Regions from separate parts of the Mus musculus genome. Here regions 1, 2, 3 and 4 are each linked to region 5. A link is a contact called in public Hi-C and promoter capture Hi-C data. All regions are on one chromosome and are shown on one strand. Each heading gives the region's core, a stretch centred on a gene start, on an enhancer-like site or on the middle of the called end of the contact. The rest is flanking DNA. Distances are from core to core; before and after follow the strand shown. Region 1 overlaps Rab2a (RAB2A, member RAS oncogene family). Region 2 holds the start of 2610301B20Rik (RIKEN cDNA 2610301B20 gene). Region 3 holds the start of Plekhf2 (pleckstrin homology domain containing, family F (with FYVE domain) member 2). Region 4 holds the start of Ndufaf6 (NADH:ubiquinone oxidoreductase complex assembly factor 6). Region 5 holds the start of Asph (aspartate-beta-hydroxylase).

Region 1 (2,700 bases), core at 88-2,587, 1.1 Mb after region 5:
TTAGAGTTCAAGCTTGGCAAATCACACCCAAGCAGGTTATTAAACTATATATACAGAAAGCAAATGATAAATACAGAAGTCAAAGAGTTCTGGTTTTCCTTATATCCTTGAAAGTTGACAAACTTTTTGAGGACAGTCCTATAATATTAAACATTAGGTAACCACAGGTGTTGGGAAACCTAACTACACAAACTGATTTAAAATACTCACCATGACTTTGTAGTGTTTAATACAATTCAGCTCGTAGTTAAGGGCACAAGACAACATTTAACAAAAATAATCACATCAATTGACCTAGAAATCAAATGCAAATAGATATGAATACAATCTCCAAAATCTGTCTTTTTAAGTGAACATTAACCATTTATTCAAAGTTATACAAGAATCTGAAGGATTAAAGTCTCCTGTGACATAAAGCCATTTCAATAGTTTCATGTCTCAGCTGAGCATGAGGAAAGAGGGTGACAGAGTGCGTGGCTCCACTGGGCAGCTAGCCGGTAACACCAGACTCAACAGCAGCCTCCCCCTGCCTGCTGTCCGCCTTGGTTGCTTCCATGAGATGCGTTGGTAGCAGCGTGCTGAGGGCCAATTTTAATGCCGTTTGCCTGAAGTACAAGAGAACAGGACTGTAAATAAAGCAGACTCAACCAGGCAGTAGACTAGATTATTATTTTTTTTAAAAAAATTCACATAATTCTTAGTGATTTAATTTTGCCAAACAACTCTAAAAAATATTTTAAGTAGGTTTTTTGAAATGGGGTTGTTGCTTCTTTTAAAAACAACACAGAGGAGATGTGTTGGAAAGAGGTCGTTTTAGAACTGGTCAGCAGAAATCAGATAGTGCTGCTTGTCAGAGGTTCACAGCGAGGAGAGGACTTGTAACAATTAGTATATGGGATGCTTATCAAAGAGTAAAGCTATCCAAAGCCTTCGCTACTCTAACTGGATTTAAAATCTTTCTTTTAGACAGCATTTCTGTTCCATGTTGAATCAGCTGTGCAGGCTGAGGAACATGAGTGTTCTGTGCCATCAATAATTTCTGTGATCCCCAAAGACATGGCAAGTTGCCAAGAACCCACACACAGAGTGGTTCTTTCATTCGTCAAATTCACACTGTGTCTTAACCCTCAATCCCTCAAGTGGATTTTACCTAAAAATACAACACTTTGAGAAAAGTAATACAGTAGCTGCAGAAATGAAGCTCTTAAGGAAACTCTGCGTCACAGTAAATCTCAGATTTACGGTGCTTGGCAGTTATTCTGCAACTGTAGTAGCCTTGGGGCTTCTGGCACTGGCTCACTATTGACAGTGGCTGATGTGGTTTCTTTTCGCTCTTTGACTCCTCTTTAATAAAAAGCTTGCCCTATGGCTCATTGGTTCTGCCCCCTCTGGGCTGGTAGCAACTTCTTGAGGAATCAAGGAGTCAGCCTTGGCATCAGGCCAAATAAATAGCATGGCCTGTTGGCTTCTGACAGCACATTACAATCAAAGCTGCACAAAACACAGTAAAGCAGTTAGCTACTGTATGAAATCAGACAGAAACAGCACATGTATCCTTTAAACAGAGGGCCAATTACTGTTCAATTTATAGGGGATTAGTCTCTAAATGGTGTCACCTTTAAATTAACTCAATAAGTATTGCCATGTAAGTCTAAAGGTAAGATTTAAAGTCACACTATTCTAAATTAAAAAAAAAAAAAAAAATCAGGTACTTTTTGGAAACCAAAGGTAAACTGCTAAGAGCCTCATATAGGTACTGGCCAAGAGCATCTTTTAGATGTCTTTAATACAAAGTAACAGAAATGCTTATATGAAAGTAAATAACATATTCTATTTACTTAAACGTTTTGAAGTAAGGATAAACACAGAGAGGGGATTTAGGTAAAAATGACAGCTAGTGGACATTCACAATCATCTAAATGACACACTTTGTCCCAATCATGCTGATCAAACTGTGTTCAAAATAACACGAGAGAAAGCTATGCCAACTGTTAATTATGTATATTTATTTGGTCTTCTGAAAAATGTGTTTTGCTCTAATTAGAGTATTTCCAAATTGAGAATTGCCTTCTTTCATACCAGCAGAGACCATGTTGCAAGAGTCCACAGGCCATGCATTTATTTTGGATATCTTACTCCCCAAAGAATAAGTCCATGTGGGTAAACGCAGGTTTCCTTTGCAACTGAGGTAGTTTACATTCTTTTTCACAGTTTGCAATGGATAAACAGGGCCTTTTATTTTAGTCCAATTCCGTAAGTGATACTCTACTAGCATATGGCACCTAACTGAAGTGCTCCACACACAGGTAACATAAGCACCTACCTATTGTACTCTATGTACCATAACTGAGCACCTAACTGAAGTGCTCCACACACAGGTAACATAAGCACCTACCTATTGTACTCTATGTACCAGGCTTTCAGAGAGACGATTGCTAACTAATGTGCCAATGGATGACCAACTGAACCATTTTAGAAATAAAAAATAAATAATAAAATCAGGACTCCAAATACTAGGTAGATGTCAATTCAAAGTTAGTGTTTAGTGAACAATATTTGCATATACATACCTCATTATTAATGTCAAAGACCCCTTCTTGGATTTTTTCATAAATTTCTTTTGCTGTGTTAATAAATGCCTGAAATATAAAGTAGAAAAATTGGTTTATATTACTCAAAATTACAACAGTAAAGAAACAT
Region 2 (2,700 bases), core at 180-2,679, 1.2 Mb before region 5:
TCATCTAGAGATGGTAAGTTAAGCCATGCAACCAGCAGGTGGTCTGTTCATAAACTCACAAATGATTTCCTTTGGCTTAGTGTAAAACTTCAGTGATGGCATTCCATACCAGAAAGGAACTGTATTTAAAACTTGGCTTAGGGTATTTGCTGTTGTTTTTTGCACAACTTCTAATCATTGTCCCTGATAAAAAGTTTAACACAAGTGATAACAGTTGTGATTCACTTTAGGCATTATAAATGTGCTAAGGTGGGGGCAGGGAGAGGAGGGTGTGGGTGGAGTCTGGTAGTCAGACACAGGCAGGAAAGATCACATGGCTGGGGAGAAGCCACAGAAATGGCCATCCTTTCAGTGTGGAGACAGTCTAAGCTTCTTTATGTTGGTTCCAAGATGAAAAGGCCTGACAAATTCTCTCCAACCACAAAGGAACAAAACCAAGCCAAACACAAAGCAAACACTGCAAAGTAATACCTTATACATTAATGGAAGAAACACCAGCCTTTCCCCCAATGGTCTAGGCAAGCGGCAGGTCCTAGCAGGAGTTATTACTGAGCCTAAGATCTCACTTTAAAGGATAATGCAACGACGCCTGCTTTTTATTGTTGTTGTTCAAATCCCCAAAGATTTAAGTGTCTTTAAACTTCGACCTGGATATAATAGGACATTTGCTGGGTCCCTTAACTTTGGAGACACGGGGAATGGCAGGCAACTGGGCAATTTATTTAATTCAGATATTTGCAATGGATACTCTTAATAATTAAATATACTCTCATCTAACTCCTCGAGCTTAAACAAATCAGACAATAAAATGGTCTTCTAACAGCTGGCCTACCGGTTCCCTAAGGGTTGCCTGGTAACGGCGTGAGAGGCACGACATTTGCAGTCAGGGCCCCTCGCCGATGAGAACGCTGTGGGTCTGGTCAGCGTGGCCCTGTCGTGTCTCAGGGGAGGGACACCCCGATCCACGTCAGGTTAGGGCTGTCAGGTAGGGTCTCAGCTCCCTCAGGCTCGCCCAGGGGCGGGGTCTGAGCCGTGACCCGAGGGCCGTCGAGGGCTAGGACAGTAGCCCAGGCCGCGGGGGCGCGCGGCGGCGGAGGCCGGCTTAGGCGCCCCGAGCAGGGCTGTAGCAGAACCGTCCACCCGCCTGCGTTAACCTGAGAGTTTCTTTCTCCTGGGCTCCGTTCCGGTCGCCGCTGTGCGAGCCGCCGCCGCCGTCGCCTTTGGGCCGCTCACCCAGGTCCAGCCTCAAGGGGTCGAGTCTGCAGAACTTGGTCTCGACTTCATCCAGAAGTTCGTCCAGGTCCTTCGCCATCTTGAACAGACGCGTCTTTCTCTCCCGAGCCTCGCTGGCCGGTGGTTTCCACGGCAACGCGAGAAACCGACGCGCCCGGGAGCGGGTTCCCCACAACCTTCCGCGCCTGCGCAAACCTCCGGGCGACTCGGGGGGCGCGCGCGCTGCCGCGGCGCTGACGGGCGCGCACTCGCGGTGGCAGGGGGTCCCGAGGCCCGGGGACCCGCTGAGGCCGGCCGCCGCGGATGTTGTCGGTGGGTCCTGCGTGCCCGGAGCGCTTCCCTTGCCGTCCACGCAGCCTGTGGGCCCGCTTTGCCCTTCACCTCTCCCGCTCCGCTCCGGCGCCTGATCACAAACAGTCTCTCTTTCCACCCCAACAGCCTCTCTTTCCACCCCGTGGCGACCCCTGGTCGCTTTGGCAGGCTGTATGTTTCATCGGGGAATCTGCAGATCCAAAATTATTCATTCGGTGGCAAAAAACATTCCCTTCCGTAGTCGGCAGGATTCGAACCTGCGCGGGGAGACCCCAATGGATTTCTAGTCCATCGCCTTAACCACTCGGCCACGACTACTGGTGATGCTAATTTTGGCAGGAAGATTCTATGTAGACTCTGCATTGGAAACTTATGCCGCACTCAAGCTGGCTTGGATCGGAGTGAAAAAGCTTAAGCACATTCGAACATTGTGCTTTGAAGAATTCTGCCCCTCTTTTCTGTGACATAAAAGTGTTGGAGCTGAGTCTTCAAAGCTAGAGTGGGGGGTGGGGGGGGGGGTGCGGTCGAGAGGAGAAAGGGAGGGAGAGAAGCGAGAGAGGGGCCCCGGCTACTTTCTTATTGATAGAGGCATTTGCAGTAGAGAGACTGGAATTGCAGGACCTCTGGCCAGCCTCCCAGCTTCCCCGCACACTTCTAGTTTTCCTTTGACAAGCAGCTCCTAGACCGTTTTTCTCTCATTACCAATAAAATAGTGATTCCTATCAATTTATGAATCGCAAGACTGTCTCACCAGGATATGAAGCACTACTTTGAAAAAGAATATAAACCACGGTGCAAAACCCAAAACAAAATAAAGCAAAACAAACAAAACAAGCCCCCACAGTATTTTCAATTCTTATGGTTTGAGCAGGCAGTCATATCTATATAGCCTGGGCTAGCCTTAGAACTTGAGGTCTCTCCTACCTCAGCCTCCCTGGAGTCGGTTTGTAACACAGACCTAGATCACAGCACCGCTTCATGAACATAGCGAGCACATTGCATTTCTAAAGTTGTATTAGCCAAGAAGTCGGCACTCTGAGTTCGGCAGACATCTGAGCCAGGTGATTTGTTAGTTTCATTTACTTAATTCGTTCAAAATAGTTTTAAATTTCCCGAGGAGCAACATGTAACGGTGCGCAATATAAAAATGGTAGG
Region 3 (2,700 bases), core at 84-2,583, 1.3 Mb before region 5:
CTGTAGACCAGGCTGGCCTCAAACTCAGAAATCTGCCTGCCTCTGCCTCCCGAGTGCTGGGATTAAAGGCATTCGAAGAGCAACATTTTTATTGATGACACTAGAAACACAGCAGTTCCTAATCTTAAAATTTAAAAAGATTTTAGAGTGTGCTTAGTCTAGCACACATAAAGATTGTGTGTGTATACGATTGAAATCCTGTAACTATCCCTATTACGACAACTGATCTCCTTTGCCAGTTTTGTTCTGGATACTAATTTAAAACAACTGTATTTGTTTCACAGACATTCTTCTTCCTCTTCCTCTTCTTCTTCTTGTTTTTCGAGACAGAGTTTCTCTGTAGACCAGGCTGGCCTTGAACTCAGGATTCCGCCTGCCTCTGCCTCCCAAGTGCTGGGATTAAAGGCGTGTCCAACACCGCCCGGCAGCTCTCAATCTTCTTAATGCTTTAATATAGCTCCTCCTATTGCGGTGGTCTCCACCATATAATTATTTGTTACTACTTCATAACTGTAATTTTGCTGTTATGAATCATAATGCAAAATATGTTCTCCGATGGTCTTAGGCGACTCCTGTGATCCGCAGGTTGAGAACTGCTCAACAGGAGGCTAAAAAGAAAATTCCTGAATAAAACTTTAATAATAACCCAATTTCTACCCCTTTCCTGTTTAAACGGTGTGCTTTTCCCAGCCAGCCAGCCTAGATGCCTCTGCTATCTCTCCGCAGCGCCTAGTAAACGCTCTTCTAACCCAGCGTCATGGTAGCACCGAGTTCTAGGTACGCGAAGCAGTTGGCCGAGGGGAAGTTTTGAAAAGAGCGGAGTTCTTCGGCATAAGGTTACACAGGAGCCTGCGGGTCATGGGTGCGGTAAGCGCAGACCCCTGGCTTGGGAGAAAGCGACAGCAGGTGTTCGGCTGAATGGCCGAGCCGGGCGGGGTTGGCAGACGCGGTTGGGTGGCGAGAAGCAAAGCCTTTCCTGTTCCTTAGGGCGGGAGGCGTGGAGGCAGCTTCCGCCCATTCTTCCAGAGAACTTCGCGGACTGCTTAAGAGCCCTTTCCGAAGGCTAGCCCGAGTCAGGAAAGTCAGGTCAGGCGACCCAGTCCAGCCTCAGCTGGCTCAGACGCGCGTCACCTCTGCAGAGGCGCGCGTTCCCCAACCCCGCCGGGGGAGGCCCCCGAGTGGGTGTGGCCTCCGCTGAAGAGCCCGCCCCCCGTGCGGTCGCGTGGGGATGGAGGGGCGGGGCAAGGCGATGGGCGGGGCGAGGGAGCCGGGAAGAAAGGGCAGGGCGGGTGTGCTCGTGCCCGTGTTTGGCGCTTGGGCGGGGGCGCGCCGGTGCGCGCGCAGGAGGGAAGCCAGCCGGAGCGGCCGTTGTCGGGTTCGACTGGAGGGGCGGTGAAGTCACCTGCGAGCGGCTGCGCCCGCCGCGTCCGGATCGCGCCGGCCTCGCGGGGCCCCACGCAACCCTGCGAGGCTGGGGTCGGGGAGCAGGCGGAGTCCGCGCCCGGAGTCGGCGACTAGGAGGACTCGCACCCTCGGCGCCGCCGCCCGCGCGGGGTCGGGTAGGTGCCATGGGGGTCGGGACGCACCGGGCGGCGGCGGGCTGGGGAGGGAGAAGCGAAACTTTGCGGGCGCCTATCCCCGCGGGCCCGGGCCAGCCGTGGCGCGGGGAGGGGTTGGCGCGGGCGGCGGCGGCCGACGCCATGTTGGGGTCTGTGGGAAACGGGGCGCTCGGGCGGCTCCCCTCCGGGCCGGCGCTCGGGCTGGAACCGCCTGGGTCCCGCCGCGCCCGTCCGCGGGACGCCGCCCGGAGGGCCAGGGCCGGGACCATAGACGGCGGCTGGGGACTGGACCTCGCGTCGCCCCCGAAGTTGTGGGGCAGCAGGACTCGGGTCCCCAGATCGTGCGGTCTGAAAACTTTGCAGGGTCTGGGCGTCAGGGGCACGCTCTGACTCCAGCAGTTTATTTTATGACTTTATATGAAAATGGCACCGTACAATTGGCTCAGATAGGAGCGGTAGCTTACACGCTACTTGAAGGGTTTTTTTTTTTTAAGTTTTATGATCTTTTGCCTAGTTTTTTTTTTTTTTTAATGTTATTAAAGGCCAAGAGCTGGTTCCCCAAGTTGCTCGAGTAGCCTTGTATAGTCCTCGAATATTAAAGCAGTAAGTTGTGTGAGTGTGCAGTGGAAATGACTAGTATTCAGGTTACATACACCTAAGCAGTAATTCAGACTCCCAAGTACATTAAACTGGTAAATGCCTTCTTTGTTATGTTTTAATATGTTGCCTAAGAGACTCGTTAAAGAACCATTTAGAGTTGAACGTTCAGTTGAAACGTTAAGGCATGTGTTGTCTTAAGACTAAGTGAAATAACCCAGTGTGTTGGCTCATGCCGGTTTTCTGAGCACTCCCGCGGGCTAGGGCAGAAGCATTGCCGCGAGTTCAAGGCCAGCCTTGGCTACAGCTTGAGTCTGAAACAAACAACCCCAGGACCACAACAAACAGATTAGGGTGATTTTGACGATTCAGTTTTTTTTTTATTCTTTTTCCTTTTCGTTCCTTAAAGGTGCATGAGTTTTGAGCCCCTATCTTTGTACCTTTATAGCTTAAGGGGTGGGAGGACCCAGGTTAAATCAGAATTAACCCAGGCTATTTTTAATCACTATGGGTCATGAGAGCATTGGGAGGTGAATGGTATTAA
Region 4 (2,700 bases), core at 36-2,535, 1.4 Mb before region 5:
GACTATTCAATTAATAATAGTTGGTAACAACATATCATTTGTAGTATAGTATCATTTTATTGTATTTTAAACTGTTGTATTTAAGTATTTAAATTAGCACATTATGGCATGTACATAATGTATTTCAACATTTGCCTCCCATTACCCTCTTTTGTCTCCTGCCCCTCTGAGCCTCCTTTTTGTCTTCTGAGCTCCTTCACCTCATCTGGTACTATCTTACCATTTTACTGACTGACCCATCTCTCTAGCCTTATACTGGAATTCTAAATTCTCCACAGGCAAAAGGCTTTGGCCTGATTCCTGGCTGAGAGGCTACTTTTCTATCTCAGGTTCACAACTTCCTCTTTTTGTCTTGCTTCAACCTCACTGTGTAGTGTAGGCTGACTTTGAACACTCAACACTTCCTGTCTCAGCCTTCTTAGTGCTGGCGTTACAGATGACAGAGGCAAGTCAGATTTTACAACATCGAGGGACTGTCAATGGGTTAAAGCAGGAAACAAATGACTCCATGCTCTTGGGCTTTTAGAGTGTTGTGAGAGACAACTAACAGCAAATGATATATTGTTACTGTTAAAAAAGAAAAAGGAGCCGGGCGTGGTGGCGCTCGCCTTTAATCCCAGCACTCAGGAGGCAGAGGCATGCGGATTTTGAGTTCGAGGCCAGCCTGGTCTACAAAGTGAGTTCCAGGTCAGCCAGGGCTACACAGAGGAACCCTGTCTCGAAAAACAAAAGAAACAAAAAACAAACAAAAAGAAAAGGAAAAGGAAAAGAAAGCAAAAGGAAAGAAATTAAATTTTGTCTCTGTCTCTCTCCCCCTTCCTCTCCTTCCCCTTTATCCTTAGTGGTTGATAATGGAGGCATAACCTGGTGCATCTCTCAAGCATCTTTGTGTTTTTCTCTTGGAGGTAGAGTGGCTAATCAGTGTACCTGTTCAGGGCTATGCTGGGAGGTCTCTGGGAATGTGTGTGGGTGAATAGTGGGCATTCAGGTACAACAAGCTTCCAGCAGTGCGGTTACAAGTGTCAATAGCGCCCTTGAAGAGGATCAAGAGAGGATGGGGGTCTCTGGGGTGACAGGATGTAACGTCAGTCGCTTCTTTAAAAAGCAGGCACCCATCCCTTTTGGCGTTCTGGGGTTCTGTGGGAGTGGACGCTGGAGAGGACAACCAAGTCACCAATGTGCAGGATTATAGCGACACCTGGCTCTGGTCTGAGTGGCGTCCTTCCTTTGCGGAGTTGCAGAGATCTGCCGGGGGCGTGGCCACTTTCCGGGGGGCGTGGCCTCAGGGTCGGAGGGCACCCGAAGCGGGTGTCATGGCGACCTCCATGCTGGGTTCTGTCCGCGGCCCAAGGCCATTCGGTTTGGCTAACCTGTTCCATCGCCAGCCGCCTCGGGATGCGTGGGAACGTGTGCGGCGCCTGCCGGGGCCCTCGGCGGTCCGGCGCAGCGTGGCGGCGGCCAGCGGGCCAGGCATCCCCGGTTCCCACCTCTACTGCCTGGAGCTGCTGAGGTGAGTGGCCGCGCCCGGGGGACATCCCCGAGAGCCCAGAGCCTGTGGAACGCAGAGCGCTGAACCCCGAGCCTGGGGCTGCGTCCTCCGGGTCCTGCGTTCTGCTGGGCTCTGTGCCCGTGCTTGGAGAAGGAGACCGCAGGCCTGTTCACGTGGCTCAGCACATCCTCTGCCTGAACCCTAACGTTAATGGACCCTACAACCTTTGCATGCATAGCACTTTTTATTCATGGACAGCTAGTGACTTTAACACCGTTAACTGGCTTTGGGCTCTGTGTGCTGCACTATTAAAAGTAATTCACGGGGCCTGCGCATTTTTAGGTCCATTGGTAGGGTGCTTGCCCAGCGTGCTTTGGATAAACACATCTCACAAAAGTTGGCACACTCACTTTTGACGCATCTTCTTAGGAGGTACTGGCCAGAGGTTTAGATTTAACTACAAAGCAACCTCAAAGCTAAAATTTTGTTTACAAAAGTAAAGTCCAAAGCAGCTTATTTAATTCTCCTTTCAAGTTGTGATTCCCATCAAGGGAGTTTAAGAGTTAGAGCATTAAGAGCTGGAGAAATGGGTTAGCGGTTAAGAGAACAGGCTCAGGTTTGATTCCCAGCCCCGACACGAGATCTAATGCTCTCTTCTGGCCTTCTTGAGCACCAGGTAAGCAGTGTATAGACATATGTGTACGCAAACACTCATACACATAAAAATAAATACAATTTTTAAGATGAAGTTTAATAATTTCAAGGGAACAAGGGATTTGCCAGAGATTTACAAGAACAGCCTCATGACTTGTGTTTTGTTCACCTGGTGTCAGGAAAGACATCTGGGATTTCCTCTGTAGACATGTGTGGGGGTTGGGCCTGATGGGAATTGAGCCCTATGAATAATCTATGGCTTAATTACATCCACCCACACCGCCCCTGCATTTTGCCCTCCCTGCTAACAGCAGTTATCCGGTATGGTTTTTGTTTGTTTTGAGACAGGGTTTTTATGTAGCTGTGGTTGACCCTGTAGACCAGGCTGGCCTGGAACTCCTTCTGGTCTCTGCCTCTCAAGTGTCGGGTCTTTTTTGTTTTGTTTTGTTGTTTTTATTGTGTGTTATTTTTATTTCACGTGTATGCGTGCTTTGCTTGTGTGTATGAACTGTGTGCATGCCTAGTGCCACCGATCAGATTTTCTGGAACAGTTGTGA
Region 5 (2,700 bases), core at 127-2,626:
ACAGCTGGATCTCATGGAGGAACTTCCCCAACTGAAGCTCCTTTCTCTGTGATGACTCCAGCTTGTGCCACGTTGACACACAAAATCAGCCAGCACAAGGGATTAAAACATTTGTGGAAGCTAGTTAAGATTGAACCTTTAAAGCATCAACTCTATAATAGTGTTTTGTGAGTAATTAAAATTTTTTATCTTGGGGATGGAGAGTTATTTATCTATTGTAGTTTAGATATCAGCACCTTCCATTAAGTGATATGGATCAGATTTGCCTCTCTGCCTCCCCCCATTCCCATCATTGTTTCCTGCTGAAAGAATGTCCTTTGTGGGCAAGAAGTTGTGTTCAAAAGAGAGGACTCCTGGGTGCCGAGGAGGCTCAGAGATAAAGAAATGCAGTAAGAATGGACGGCAGCACCCACCTTCATGGCTGTGTGAAAACGATGCCCTCTTTTTCCCTGTTCTGTGAGGCTCTTGGGTTCCACTTTTTTCCCCGGGCGGTACCCAGTATTCACAGCTGACAAGGCAGAGGCCAGTGGACCCTAATGATGGTCAGTGGTGGTTGAGGAAACTGCAGTCTCAGAAGGGGTCGTCCCACAGCAGTGGCTCACTCTGGGTCTTCTACAAGGGGCTGCTTCCAAGAACTCCTGGAAGATCTCGACATTGACAGCAATGTATTAAATCACCACATACTTCATGTTTTTTTGTTACCCACAGACACCATGTGGGCAATTGGTAACAAATGATCATGGTCTCTGCTGGACCTTGGCTGGTTCATCCAGCTGTTGCCATTTTTCTTTTGAATATTCAGTTCTCAATCCCGACGCAGTACACTGCATAAGCATAGGAGATCAATGGCTGGGGACATGAAGAAATTCTAGGTATTAGTGTGATGAGAGTGTTGTGCATGGTTAAGAAAATAGGGTTTTTGAGTCATGTTAACATTTTAATGTCTTAACTAAAGGTTCTCCAAAACTACTGATGGCACAAATCCTTATTTTTGACACTGGAAGGCTCAACAATCACAGTGTACTGGCGGAACTGTGGCAAATCCTTTTCAAAGAGAGGGCTTGCACCCTTGGTCGTACTTAGGCACCGGAACCAAATTCCCAAGAAGCCAAGAGGTGGTGCGCAGCTCTCGGGCACCGCCCTCATACCCGCCCCATCCCGTTGGAGCCAGAACACCAACGCTCGCGAGAGTCCTGCCGGCTTCCACGTTTGCCACGTTCCAGAGGATCCAGGCAGACTAGAAAGCCACAAGCCGCTGGGGCTTTGCAGTCACTGCGCAGCAAAAGACAAGCTTTGGCCTGAGGAGGGCAGGCGCGCGTAGCCTGCCCCGCCCCCTGCCAGCGGTCCTCGGGATTGGCTCGTGTTGGCGTCTTTCAGATCTGGTGGGTGGGCAGAGGCTGGCGTGGGCGGGGCCGAGGCCGGGGGGAGCTGAGCGCTCTTGGCAGCCTAAGGAGTCGCAGGCTGGGCGCACGCGAGGCTAACCGCGCGGCTGCACGCTGGTGCAAGTCGTCCGAGGCGCAGCGAGCGCAGTGGACGCTAAGGCGCTGCTACAGGAGTCTCGAAGCCCCGGTGTCCCTAGTGCACTCAGCAAGGCCCCGGTTCTCTGCAGTCCCCGGAGCAGCTCGCGATGGCCCCGCGCAAGAACGCCAAGGGCGGCGGCGGCAACAGCAGCAGCAGCGGCAGCGGCAGCGGCTCGGGCAGCGGTAGCCCGAGCACGGGTAGCAGCGGTAGCAGCAGTAGCCCCGGGGCTCGGAGAGGTCAGAGTCCCCGCAGGCCAGGCCCTGGCTGCGGGCGGGAGCCGGGTGGGCGCTGCAGGTCTGGTCTGATCCTACGTCCGCCGCTCCTCTCCATCCTTAGCGAGGCTCCTGTGTGCGCGGGGCGAGGCCGCGCTCACCGGGCGGGGAGGCGGAGGAGCAGAGTCGGCCGGAGGGGGACCCCTAGCACCAGCCTGCCCGAGCATTGGCCGGCCCTTTCTTGCCTTTCCTGATGGAAGCTGGGTGTAGAGGGCCCTTTATCTTTTTGCAGTTTTCGGGGCGCTTGACCCTGAGCCAAAGTCAGAGAAAGTAAGTTTCAGCCTGGCCAGCAGCGTTGAGGAGCGGCTTGGAGGAGTGTATTCAAGGGCCGGGATGAGACTTGATGCTTCGTTCTTGCAAATTATTTTAAGGAGTTTTGTTTAGTTTTCTTAATATGTATTGCGTTTGCCTTTTAAAATACAAAGGGACATCATAAAGTACTATAGGGATTTTCTCTGTGCCTCCTTTTTCTTTTCTCAATAAAATAAAATAAAATCATAACCCCCCCCCCCCCAAAAAAAAAACCCAACCAAACAAAAAACCCAAAACCCACAAACAAAAAACCCTACTGGTTATTCACCTTTCTTCTCCATGTGCTTAGCCAGCAGAGTGGAGAACAGATGTTTTAAATCTGTTTCGTGTCAGATTTCACCGGTTCTCGGTTTCTCTTATATTTCCTTTGACTCATATTTAGAATATTGGAACTGGAACACACATGTGTATTGAATGTGAGCTCTCAATATCACTGGAAATGATTTAGATTCTATGCTTTGGTCTATGGGCAGCTCATTATTATATGTCATATATAGATTGGATGATTATGGTTTTATTAGTATATGTCAGGACGATAGATGAGCCAACTATGGTTTTTCTTCATAGCACTTGCTGTCTTCATGTATATTCTGTC

Evidence for each region. Promoter capture Hi-C pulls out the DNA fragments that hold promoters and counts their contacts. Hi-C and Micro-C count contacts between places; a contact is called where the count stands out from the background.
Region 1: a contact with region 5 is called in a Hi-C map of cerebellum, with 2.8 times the contacts expected there. The contact joins the enhancer-like site here to the promoter of Asph in region 5. A contact is called at or near these places in 3 of 39 promoter capture datasets (the 3T3-L1 cell line, the C10 cell line and hippocampal neurons), 3 of 484 Hi-C or Micro-C datasets (cerebellar granule neurons, cerebellum and pro-B cells), 4 of 115 datasets of contacts at active chromatin or transcription factors (the 230-238 cell line, astrocytes, differentiating embryonic stem cells and 1 more) and 2 of 9 other capture datasets (adipose tissue and liver).
Region 2: a contact with region 5 is called in a promoter capture Hi-C map of liver, with 7 times the contacts expected there. The contact joins the promoter of 2610301B20Rik here to the promoter of Asph in region 5. A contact is called at or near these places in 9 of 39 promoter capture datasets (the C10 cell line, the SN4741 cell line, cranial neural crest and 5 more), 1 of 15 datasets of contacts at CTCF or cohesin (pro-B cells), 5 of 484 Hi-C or Micro-C datasets (B cells, Th1 cells, embryonic fibroblasts and 2 more), 9 of 115 datasets of contacts at active chromatin or transcription factors (astrocytes, cardiomyocytes, embryonic stem cells and 6 more) and 2 of 9 other capture datasets (embryonic stem cells and liver).
Region 3: a Hi-C map of muscle stem cells shows a contact between it and region 5, with 4 times the contacts expected there. The contact joins the promoter of Plekhf2 here to the promoter of Asph in region 5. A contact is called at or near these places in 6 of 39 promoter capture datasets (cranial neural crest, embryonic stem cells, frontonasal cranial neural crest and 2 more), 1 of 484 Hi-C or Micro-C datasets (muscle stem cells) and 6 of 115 datasets of contacts at active chromatin or transcription factors (astrocytes, embryonic forebrain, embryonic stem cells and 3 more).
Region 4: a contact with region 5 is called in a promoter capture Hi-C map of pre-B cells, with 2.4 times the contacts expected there. The contact joins the promoter of Ndufaf6 here to the promoter of Asph in region 5. A contact is called at or near these places in 8 of 39 promoter capture datasets (the 3T3-L1 cell line, 3T3-L1-derived adipocytes, the HPC-7 cell line and 4 more) and 1 of 115 datasets of contacts at active chromatin or transcription factors (astrocytes).

What each region holds. Positions count from the first base shown.
Region 1 is chr4:8,604,313-8,607,012 of GRCm38.p6, reverse strand. It overlaps Rab2a (RAB2A, member RAS oncogene family), which reads right to left. Exons shown (of 8, transcript NM_021518.3): 7 at 2,571-2,639; 8 at 1-605. The coding sequence ends at 510. Among named protein-coding and RNA genes, the nearest start is that of Gm42253, 39 kb to the left of the region's middle. Within about 2 kb of position 1,337, at least 41 of the 459 cell types and tissues checked have an H3K27ac peak or open chromatin away from gene starts, as enhancers often do. A contact at or near this core is called in cerebellum, where this site is marked.
Region 2 is chr4:10,873,227-10,875,926 of GRCm38.p6, reverse strand. It overlaps 2610301B20Rik (RIKEN cDNA 2610301B20 gene), which reads right to left and starts at 1,429. Exons shown (of 6, transcript NM_026005.3): 1 at 1,155-1,429. The coding sequence starts at 1,312. n-TSaga9 (a tRNA gene) reads right to left here and starts at 1,863; the gene lies at 1,782-1,863.
Region 3 is chr4:11,006,252-11,008,951 of GRCm38.p6, reverse strand. It overlaps Plekhf2 (pleckstrin homology domain containing, family F (with FYVE domain) member 2), which reads left to right and starts at 1,333. Exons shown (of 2, transcript NM_175175.4): 1 at 1,333-1,559.
Region 4 is chr4:11,074,790-11,077,489 of GRCm38.p6, reverse strand. It overlaps Ndufaf6 (NADH:ubiquinone oxidoreductase complex assembly factor 6), which reads left to right and starts at 1,285. Exons shown (of 9, transcript NM_001085493.2): 1 at 1,285-1,510. The coding sequence starts at 1,314.
Region 5 is chr4:9,667,838-9,670,537 of GRCm38.p6, reverse strand. It overlaps Asph (aspartate-beta-hydroxylase), which reads left to right and starts at 1,376. Exons shown (of 24, transcript NM_023066.3): 1 at 1,376-1,757. The coding sequence starts at 1,628.